Regions from separate parts of the Columba livia genome. Here region 2 is linked to region 1. The links are chromatin contacts, called in public Hi-C maps. All regions are on one chromosome and are shown on one strand. Each heading gives the region's core, a stretch centred on a gene start, on an enhancer-like site or on the middle of the called end of the contact. The rest is flanking DNA. Distances are from core to core; before and after follow the strand shown. Region 1 overlaps DKK2 (dickkopf WNT signaling pathway inhibitor 2). Region 2 has its middle 11 kb from the start of GIMD1.

The links. Hi-C and Micro-C count contacts between places; a contact is called where the count stands out from the background.
Region 2: a Hi-C map of liver shows a contact between it and region 1, with 3 times the contacts expected there. The contact joins two enhancer-like sites. A contact is called at or near these places in 2 of 2 Hi-C or Micro-C datasets (crop and liver).

What each region holds. Positions count from the first base shown.
Region 1 is chr4:72,142,110-72,147,410 of bColLiv1.pat.W.v2, reverse strand. The region is part of intron 7 of DKK2 (dickkopf WNT signaling pathway inhibitor 2); the gene reads right to left. Among named protein-coding and RNA genes, the nearest start is that of DKK2, 90 kb to the right of the region's middle. Within about 2 kb of position 2,835, at least 1 of the 3 cell types and tissues checked has an H3K27ac peak away from gene starts, as active enhancers do.
Region 2 is chr4:72,328,940-72,334,240 of bColLiv1.pat.W.v2, reverse strand. No RefSeq gene overlaps it. Among named protein-coding and RNA genes, the nearest start is that of GIMD1, 11 kb to the left of the region's middle. Within about 2 kb of position 1,995, at least 1 of the 3 cell types and tissues checked has an H3K27ac peak away from gene starts, as active enhancers do.

The sequences.
Region 1 (5,301 bases), core at 1,586-4,085:
ACTCATAGAATCATAGAACGTCCTCAGTTGGAAGTGACCCACAAGTATCACTGAGTCCAATGCCTGTCCCTGCATCTGACAACTCAAATTTGAATGTAAATTTAACAAATCACCAAGCATAACATGGTTCCAGTTATATTATAAAATAGATGCAGGAGAGAGAACTGTGGCAGATGAGCATCCAATGTGCTGGAGTGGACACTTCCCTTGCCCTTTGCTCTGGCTGATTCAGTGGGAATTTCCACATGCTCTTCTTGCTGCGTAGCTCAATAGAGGCACAAATCCCAGCCCGTAACCCTAAAAATACGAGTCAGCTTTCATTGAACTGAATGGTTCCATTTGTAAAAAGAGCCCCTAAAGTTCACATTCAAGGATCTGGGAGACTGGGATCTGCTGACCTGGCTTGAGATCACCTAAGCCCTGGACATGCACAATTTTCTGTCTGTAACAACAGAAATGTTCAAATGCTAGCAGATTGCGATAAATCACTACTTCAGGTCACAAGAGGGAGAATTAAGAGTTTAAATGAAAAAGTGTTAGTGGAAGTGATGTTAACTTACAGGTCTGCAACTGATCTTTATTAAATAAAGGTTGCTCACGTTTCTTGATCTAGAGCCAATGGCTAATAAGAGCGTGAAGAAATGTGAGCTTCTCCACCCTCCATGTGCTGCTTCTGAGCCATAAACAAGGTCTAACAAAGAGTGGAAATGGATAAGGCCAATATTTAGTCCTGTAGCACAAGCCCAACACAGGGTGTAGGCCAGAGAGTGCAATTTCTTGGGGCAGTGCAGGGTGAGTCAGTTCCCAGAGGGCTCCACACAGCAATGGCTGGACTGCTTCTTATAGCTCAGGTACGTTCAGCTGCTCTCCTCAGTGCAGACAAAGCATACATTTGTTTTCTAGCTTCTTATGTAAAATCATTGATATGTAAAATAAATAAACCTAGAAAGATGACCTCTAGGCAACAATATCCAGGAAGCTCTAGAATTTTTTCCTTTGAGTTCCAGTACTTACAAGAGTTTCACTCAAGATAGGGAATTCACATATAAAAATCATAAGAATGTAAACCAATTTTATGTTTTATATGCTCTACTTTAATGTCTACAAGCAGAGTAGAAATGTCATTAATAACAGTTGGAAATTAGCTCAGATCACACATGAGACAGAGGAAGTCACCGAATGTTGGTGGGCCAAAGCTGGAACAAGGAAATTGGAAATTGTGACCTATACACCCAAGCTCCAGTTCCAGCCTTTCATAGGTTATTATCAAGGCCAGTTTAGGCAACTCTTTCCTCTTGCTCCTTTCTTCCTGTGCCACCTCTCAGCTGAGCTGAGCTTGGTTAGCTCTCCATAGGACCACACGGAAAAACAGAGGAAGGAATTAGTCTTACACAAATATAAACATGCACAAATGTTTACAAAAGTAATCTTAGACAAATGAAAGCAAAAGGGGTTACTTGCACCCAGAGCTGGCCAGTCATAGCACTTGCAATGCCACACAACAGCAGTTCTGTGGACCAGCATGGAACTGGAACAAACTATTGAGTCTGAAGGACAAGCAATGGGTGGCACAGAGAGGGCTGTCTGTAACCAGGGGCTCTCAGAAAGTTAATACTTGTTTCCCATTGATAAATCAAGTCCCATGCACACCACTGACAGCAGAGCTGGGAGTGCTGTGAAGGTCTGATGTTGGGCACTGCTTAGAAATCACAAAAGATACCTTAAAAGATGAACATTCTCAGCTCTGACTTTAAGAGGTGATGGCCAGTGATGGTTCCTCACTCTGGTAGCAACTCTGACTGCACCTATTACATGCTTCAGTGTATCAGATCCCAGTCACAGCTGCATGTATAGACTAATACTACATTTAATCCATTATAGAAAAAAAAATCAAGGTAGGAAAAAGGTTTAAATGCATTTCTAAAGGTGTGTTAGACTTGCACCAGAACTGACAATATACCTGAGAGCTACCATTTGCCAGGTTGGAATTATGAATAATTTTGGAGCCTGCTTTAGCGTAGGAACAATTTTGCCAACAGTAAGTGCATTATTTAAATACTGTGAAAACAGAATGACTTGACTAGACTTCCTTCTAATGAGACCAAGAATTATATAATTTCTCTTAGTGAGAAGCCTAATTAAACAGAGGCTGGAAAAAGGTACACGTTTTTCCTAATCTTCTTTTAAATTATTTTGCCTTCTTATTTGCTGAAGCCCCTACAATCTAATGTAAAAAGATCTGTTTCTATGCAAAGAGTAACACTTGCGAGGTCTCAACTTTACTTGGTATCAGAATGAAGTCACCAATAGATCCATTCATGTTAAGAAGTCACATAAGTACTGCCTCATAATTCCACATGTAACTTCAGTCTAACTTGTGGTTTAACAAGCACTTCATTTGCCATGGAAAATTGAAGGATAGCGTATGGCAGCTCACACAGTGTCTATCACCTGAATATACATATGACACAAAAAACGCTTGGCCAAAGCAGCAAGAATTTGCTCAGCAATCAGATGGTGGTGCATCATTTCGATGTCCTGAAGCCGAGTTCACAGCAACAGCCCTTAACAAAAGCAATTGCTGAGACAAACACTTTTCTTCTGCCGTACATAGGAGATGGACACAATAGCCGTGGGGAAATTCCAAGCTGGAAAATCACCCCTCGTGGTTTTGGCCTCAGCCACATCCTGCCCCAAGGTATAGGATGGGGGCTGAATGCTTTTGTAGAGGGGAAAGCAGGACACAGCTGGGGAACATACCATCTTTTCTAACAGGGAGGAGGAAAACCAGAAGTGACACCACATGGCATGTTCTACCATGCATGTAGGTAAACTGGTTGTTTTTTAATGTACAAACAGAAAAACAGCACAACAACTGCCTCTGTAATTTCAAATATCAGGAAAGAAACCAAAAATGAATTGTCTTTGTGTCTCATGATTCGTGAAATTGCGACAGTAGCAATACCAGCAATTTTGCCCAGAGCTCAGCTCCAGTTTATGACAGGATGTACGCAACTGTGGGAGCTCATCTCTTCAGGAACTGGAGGTGGAATGCATGAGCCATCTCTTTAACCAAACAAAGCAACACACGGCATCTTCCCATCCTCCCATCCATCCCCAGGCTTAGTAACCTCAACATCTAACACTCTAGCATAATGGGGAGAGACACTAGGAACACATTTGTTTACTTTTTGAAGTATCTTCAATATCAAATGTTGCCTCATGCTTAATGCCTGAGACAAAACCATTACCCTGAGCTGCAGACTGGAAAACCGACAAGGGAAAATTTGAATTCCATTCACTAAAGTGATGAATTAAAATCTTATTAACTGTCGACTAGTAACCCTCGCCAAATCTAATACCTACAGAAGCTCTCTCTTCCCAGCAGGATCTACCAATGAACACTTTCTGCCTACCACAGTGACCTTTCAGAAGAGGGTTTTTACCTTTTAAACTGACTTGTTTTTTTCTTTGGTGATGAGTTCTGCACAAAAAACCATCACTTAGGCAACATTATTTAAAGCAACGTCTAACTTACATCTCTTACTTGAAATCTCCTCTCTTTACAGGAAACACCTATCTTACGCTGCAGTAAGGATCTCCATATGATAAATGTCTGTCCTATTCCTACTCAGTTATTTGTACTCCCACTGTTCATGCTCTGCAGTCCTCTTCAATAAATACTTCCATCAGATATGGATTAAATGCATACATTCTTTTTTAAAGGGAAGCGGCAACACATATCATTATATGAAGAGTGCACACAGAAGTCTTTCCTACCTATTAAGATCTTCCCATATTTTTTTTTCTTAGCTTTATCTCTTCTTGCCTATTTGATTCTGCCTGCAGTTGTACTTATTGAAACAGTGTCAATGCCCTGACTTGTTTGTGTTCATTCTACTCTGTTACATCTCACCTGCAAAACACATCTCTCTGTGACAGCTTAACTCCCATTTTGGGACTCAGAGAGCTACCTTACCCACAATATTATCCTCTATCTTGCTCTGAGCTTCCATCTATTATTGTGACTGTGTTTTCATGCAGCATGATGGAGAAACATGACCTGAAATATGAATGCAAATGTGACAAACAGTCTTAATTACACCATGTAGATTAAAATCTAATTATTGGGACTTTGCACACATTTTATAACAAGACTACCTACAGAGGAGCTACGCAAGAGCTATGCCCCCAAAAGAAGGCATGCATTGCTAGCATCAAACTTTGGATTGAAAGGGTTTCTCAGATTTCTGTGGCAGGTTTCATTTGATCACAAAAATGCAAATACACACCTCAGGTTTAGCTCAACACACTTTCAGAACAGCCTAGGAATGTCACATTCTGAAACCAAGGTAATTGTGTAAAGTTAGGACTTGACAGCTGAGCGTTTGTAGAGCTGTTTTCAATTATAACATTAAGTCCAACAGTTTAAAGCCAAGACTCCTAATTTACAACAGTACTTGTTAATTTACAACACTGAGCTTGTATAACATTTAAGTAAACACTGCACTTCTGGATGACAGAAAGCTAAACAACGAAATAAAACTTCAGAAACATATCTATTCCTGCAGTTTTCAAAGAGCTTCCAGTTCTCCAAAAACAAACAGCTCCCAGCTGCCCAGCATTTATACACATGCATCTTGTACCACTAAATATGTAGAGAGAAAGGGACCGACAGCCTCCACGTTTCTCATTCAGAAGATCCATCAAATCAGATTTTAAAGGTAAATTCTGCTTTCACCCACTGTATTTAGTTTTGTTTTGTGAAGGGAGGGAAATGTGGAGGAGAAAATAAATAGTAAGGATAAACACAAAATGTACTTTATTTTTACAACTGAAAAGCTAACATAGTCCTCAAGTTTCTTCTAAGTTAAACCCTAGTGTTTTTAACAAGCCTTCTAGCTGAAGACGGCTTCCTCACATTTCAGCCTTTTGCGGCTGCTGAAACAAGGCAAATTGCAAGCTCTTCTTTTAACCATCCATTGCCTCACCTCCTTTCCACTGAACATGTTTCAGTTGCCATTTTTTTCCCCTGCAAAATGCCACTCTCCTTTTCTCACTCTTACCAAGACCTCATTACTAGGGTTGATCAAATAAGCAGAAGCTGTACAGAATGTGAATTTTTCACAAAAATTCTTCAACAGATTTGTCTAAAAGCCCAAAGTGAGATGGCACTGGAAACACACTATTTTTCAATGAATTATTGCCATTTTCTTTTCATTTAAACAACCATTTAACTGATAATTTAAAAGTTGATTGGTTTGGTTTTTGTTACTAAATCATTCCAAAAGCCTGCTGTTT
Region 2 (5,301 bases), core at 746-3,245, 190 kb before region 1:
AGCACCAGAGTTCCCTGGGCAGCACATGGGGCTGACGGGCTTTGTAAGTGGATGTGTCAGGAAACGTGGATGTCTACCCCGCGTGTTGAGAAAGCATGAGAAATCTTAATATGGAAGCAGTTCACAAAAAAATCTGCTGTAGTCAATGGGAGATTCAGTTGCTTTTATCACAGAATCACAGAATGTCAGGGATTGGAAGGGCCCTGGAAAGCTCATCCAGTGCAATCCCCCCATGGAGCAGGAACACCCAGATGAGGTTACACAGGAAGGTGTCCAGGCGGGTTGGAATGTCTGCAGAGAAGGAGACTCCACAACCCCCTGGGCAGCCTGGGCCAGGCTCTGCCACCCTCACTGAGATGAAGTTTCTTCTCAAATTTAAGTGGAACCTCTTGTGTTCCAGTTTGTGCCCATTACCCCTTGTCCTATCATTGGTTGTCACCAAGAAGAGCCTGGCTCTTATGCACTATATCATACTGACCAGTGCTGCATTGTTTGATGTTAGTCCAGAAAATCTGGCAGGCTGTCTCACTCCCCGTGAAAATCACTGTTACGGATGACTTCACACTGTTTAGAATTTCTGCATTTGAGGAATATTACAGAACTGCTAACAAATTGGGGTTTTTTAATTGTAGCGTCATGTATGCTTTTCGTGTCCCAACATCTCCATGCTTATTCATAGCACACCAAAAGAATCACGGATTCCTTTTTTTCCCTTTGAATACAAATGGTATGGTATTTTCTAGGCATCAAAGAGGATGGAGTCAAAATGACCAATTCAGACACAGAAATCTGAACAGAAATCTAAATATTTGCCTGGTTCATGCCACTTAATGATAACAAGACCATCTATTAAAGAAAACAAAGAAAGGAAAAATAAAGGGAAGAGGGGATTTGCCAACCATTTGTATTTAATCATGGACAAAAACTTGGTAGAAGAATTGTAACTTGGACTGTAATGTGGTGACAATACCCTTTTTTGGACCTTAGTACAAGGATGATGTGGTAATTCAGATTGTAATCTGAATAAGACATATTGTGTACTCAAGTCTGCCCTTGCACGTGAGTGACCTCTATTTATAGTGTTGCACCTTTCCGATTTAATGCGTCTGAATGTACCTAACCTTACTGAAACACAAATGTAGATGTTGGAGTTGCTTAACTGCTGCTATGTCTACAGCGAAACACAGCAAACCAACAGTTTAGAGTATATACCAGAGGGAACTGGAGAGTTGTACAGGCAGGGGGTAATTTCTAATATGGAACATTGCCAAGAAATACCAACTATCTGTTGGCAAAAATGTCATATGAGCATGTTTTTGTTACTCCTCCTTCCCCGATACCAGGTTTACATAGTATAAAACAAAACAAAAAAGAGGCAAACAACCCCCCCCCCAAACTGCAAGGGAAGAGATATATATCGTTGTCTTCTATGAGGGGGGGTCCTGCATGTCTCCAGGCCCAGTGGAAAAGGGCAAAGTGGGGAAAAGCCACCACAAAGTGGAGCAGAAGCTGTTGGACTGAAGGACATTATTAGACTGGGTGATACAGGAGAAGGACTCTGGTTTGTTCATTTGTTGGTTTATTGGTTGGTGGAATCTAAACTGGGCCTAAAGAATATGTAAACATGAGGAAACAGCCTTGGTGAAACAAATAGCAGCTGGAACTTCTGAGGCTTAGGACAAGTCCATCACAGAAGGATGTTCCAAGTGGGCTGCTCCTTCAATATCTTGCCCCCTAAGTAATGTCTCTTATTTCCAGAAGCAGTCAGCATCCAAGAGTTCTCATTGAGTCGGTAGGAAGGGGCAAATGTTGCAGTTTTGAATTAGAATTATGAATTTAAATGCTTAAACATAGATGTGACATGCAAACTGTTTGTCTTCTTCTTTACAAAACAAAACCCCAAGAAAGTCCCATGTCTCCATTCAAGCTGGTCTGAGATAACAGTACGGGGCGGTCTGTGGATGTTGGAACCTGGCTGCAGCTCCAGCAACCTGTGCGTCTTTCCTGTTGGAAGGTTTGCAGAAATGTGTTTCAAAGGGGAGACTTCCTCTGAGTAAAAGGCCATATGATTGCAGGAACCTTGATCCAACTTCCACTGGCACTATTATTAAGCTTATCAAGAAAAAAGCAAATATATTGCTCTTGCAGTGAGCCACTAGAACATGGCAATGGTAAAACGCCAATACAATTAGTTTTATTTCCATGCATAACAGTAACTCATGACTCTTGGCAACAGGGCAGATCAAATTCCTTTCTGCTTTACCCCAGAATAACTCTTTTGGGTTCATTCGGTATAACGGTGCTCTTTTGGTTGGGTGTGCTTATAAATCGTTTGAGTAATGCTGGTTAAAACTGAAATAACATTGATGTAAGTGAGACCTTTCACTTCAAATTGAGATGGCAAAATATGTTCAGCCTCCTGAGAGGAAATGACAGTGAGCTATGACATACTAAAGGAAAGCTGAGCATGTAACTCTTGGGATCACATTGAGAAGCTCTTTGTAAGGCCATGGCCTCTCACTTCGTATTTTCAAATGTCCAAACTGACTTTAATTTTGTTCAAAAGGAGGACACTCCGACTTTTATTTTTCCTGCAAGTTTGCTTTTTCATTCCTTTTGCTTTCACAAAGAACGTTACCTCAGAAACATAAAATGGGAAACATGTGCTTCAGGGCTAATGGTATTGCTGCTTTGTAAGGTCAGCTCCAAAGTCTCAACATAAAGGCTCTGTTAATCTAAAGTGAAATAAAAGCAGCTGTCATAAAGCATGTGATATATAAACTCTCATTTAAAGTTGTATTATATTCCTCTTATTATTTTTAATAGTCTGAATTGAGAGAGAGACCAATATTTATTGAAAGGATAAAAAGCAGCGCTTTTCTAAACTTCTCAAGAGAGGGGAGACAAATAGTTTGTCACTGATAAAAAGACACTATCTCTAAGTGCCTTTCACGCCCCCCCCCCCGCCCTCTGCCCCAGTACTAATTTCTCTTATGTCATGTATTCTGTCTACAAAAGGAGTGTTTCTATTCTGTAACTGAATAGTAGACAAGACAGATAAATTTCATAGCTTTTCCTAATTGATGGAAAAACATTTTTCTTCTTTCTTGTTAAGTTCTCATTCTGCCACTGCCGGTCAGGGATTTAATTGTGATTAGTGGTCCCAAGGCAGGGAATTCTGCCGTGTTCTACTTCATTTATCTGAGAGTTGCAGTTAACATCAAACAAGATCAAGCATTGCCGTTCACATCCTGAGACCGCTGTATGCTGATGAATACTGCTGTTCTCTCACTGCAAGTTTAAGTTGCTTCTGTCTTTTACCGACCCCTCCAATCCCAAGCTTGTATCTCACTAAGACTAGTGCAATTCATGAGGTTGTGTTTTTCCTTGCCACAAATGATAAATCAGTCTTTATTGGAACAACTTGAGGTGTTTGAGCTTGAGGCCCAAAGAAAACGGTTCACATCACAGAAGCTGCATGTTGGGTACGCGATGGGGAAGGTGTTGGCCTTGCTGGGTTGCCTAACAGGCAGTTCCAGCTATGAAATCCACGGATTCTTACCTGTGATCAGCAGTTGCTAGATATGAACAGTTATCCTGACCGTTTTCGTTTTGGGATTGTATCTGTACAGCTTTTAAGAGGCAAAATGTTTTAGTTCTGTATAGATTTTAAGAGAAAAGTTGCTGCTTTTTAAAAAAAGCATGGGTCATTGTGCCCTGTCTCCTTGAAGTTTCCTTTGCAAAGGCACGTATTAAAAGCAGGATGCTCAGACATAACTTGGGAGGCCAAACTATTTCATCAAGAAACTAAAAACTCCTTGACAAAGGTAAACTACAACTGAAAACCAGAACTGTGTGCAAATGCTGGGTATGAACTTTTTCCGAGTCTATAATAATCATTTGGCTATATCGAATTATGCTATGGAAAAGCATACAAATGTGTGAGCAGTTTAAAAGATGTTGGTTTGGAAATGTGCCTTTTAATGTATTTCAGTAAGAAAAGAAATAACTGAAGAAACCTTAAACTACATTTTCTTCACTGCTTTGCTTGTCCTCATCAAAGCTATTACCTTGGCAACCAGAAAAGTTGGAATATCTGTAGGGAAGTTTGGTGGGAGGGCGTTGTGTTTGTTTGTTTTTTAATGTATACGTGTATTTCTCATATGTGTCCTTGATGTTTATTTTTCTCCTCTTGGATGTTTTCTTCCTGGTGCACAATGTGTAACCAAATTGTGATACAGATATGGAGTCTTTGACAGCTTAGTCAGCAAAAATAAAGCAACAATTTTGACACTCTATGGAGAAAAATAAGAATAAAAATGCTATTAGTAGAAAACTAAGCTAACAGTTCTGATTTGTAAGCCACACAGTGCTTTTGCTCTCAGTTTCAGCCGCCTTTTCATTTTTTAACTTCAAAATTAATTTCTGGGTTTCTTATTTAATATCTGTTTAATGCAGTTCATGTTTTCCCTCCCTACCCTCAGTAAATCTTTCTGCATTCATTGTAGGTCTTTTCAACTGAATATAATTTTATAACACTGTAAAAAGCCTTCATTTTCAGTGTACACTTAGAGCTGTGCCTTACAGAACCTATATCCATTTCATAACGTTCACCTTGAGATACTTGTTTTGGTGAACTTTAACTGGAATATCCTCAAATCTCTTTTATAACTTTTGGATATATTTCTTTTGTTCTTTTTTTTGTTTTCTTTCTTTTTTTTGGAAATCACAGTTTCTCTTTTTACAGTTCATCAAGGAATCAAAAACCTTATTAAAAACTGTCAAAATGGAAAAAACATGTTCTGTGAAGCCAGAATATCTAAGTGTTTTTATGGGCCATTCTTCCTTTTACACAAGATCAAAGCATCAAGGGACAAGAAAATAGGGTGAGAAAAGTAAACTCAAGCTTGCAGAAATTATGCTCAGTCCAAATATTTACGCAGTGATTCATCAAAAATGTTGCAAAATGTAGTATTGAATTTTTAATGATCGCAGGTTTCACTGCCAGTTCTTGTAGGACGTCCTGTTCTGGTGCAGTGCTTGAAAGGAAAAACATAAAGTAAATACATTAGGTCAAACCATTATTCAAGGACAAGTGGAAGCCACTAATGGGATGGATATACCTCATTTTGAAGCGGTGGTTTTTAAAAGAATGTAAATACTTACAGTAGTGGTGGTAGAAGACTTGCATTTAATTTGATGGTAGAGAAATTCCTTGTAATTGAACAAGTTCCTGTTGCTGCTCTCAGAATAAAAGGATTCCTCAAGAGTGAGGCAAGTTCAGAAAAGAAGTGGTACAAG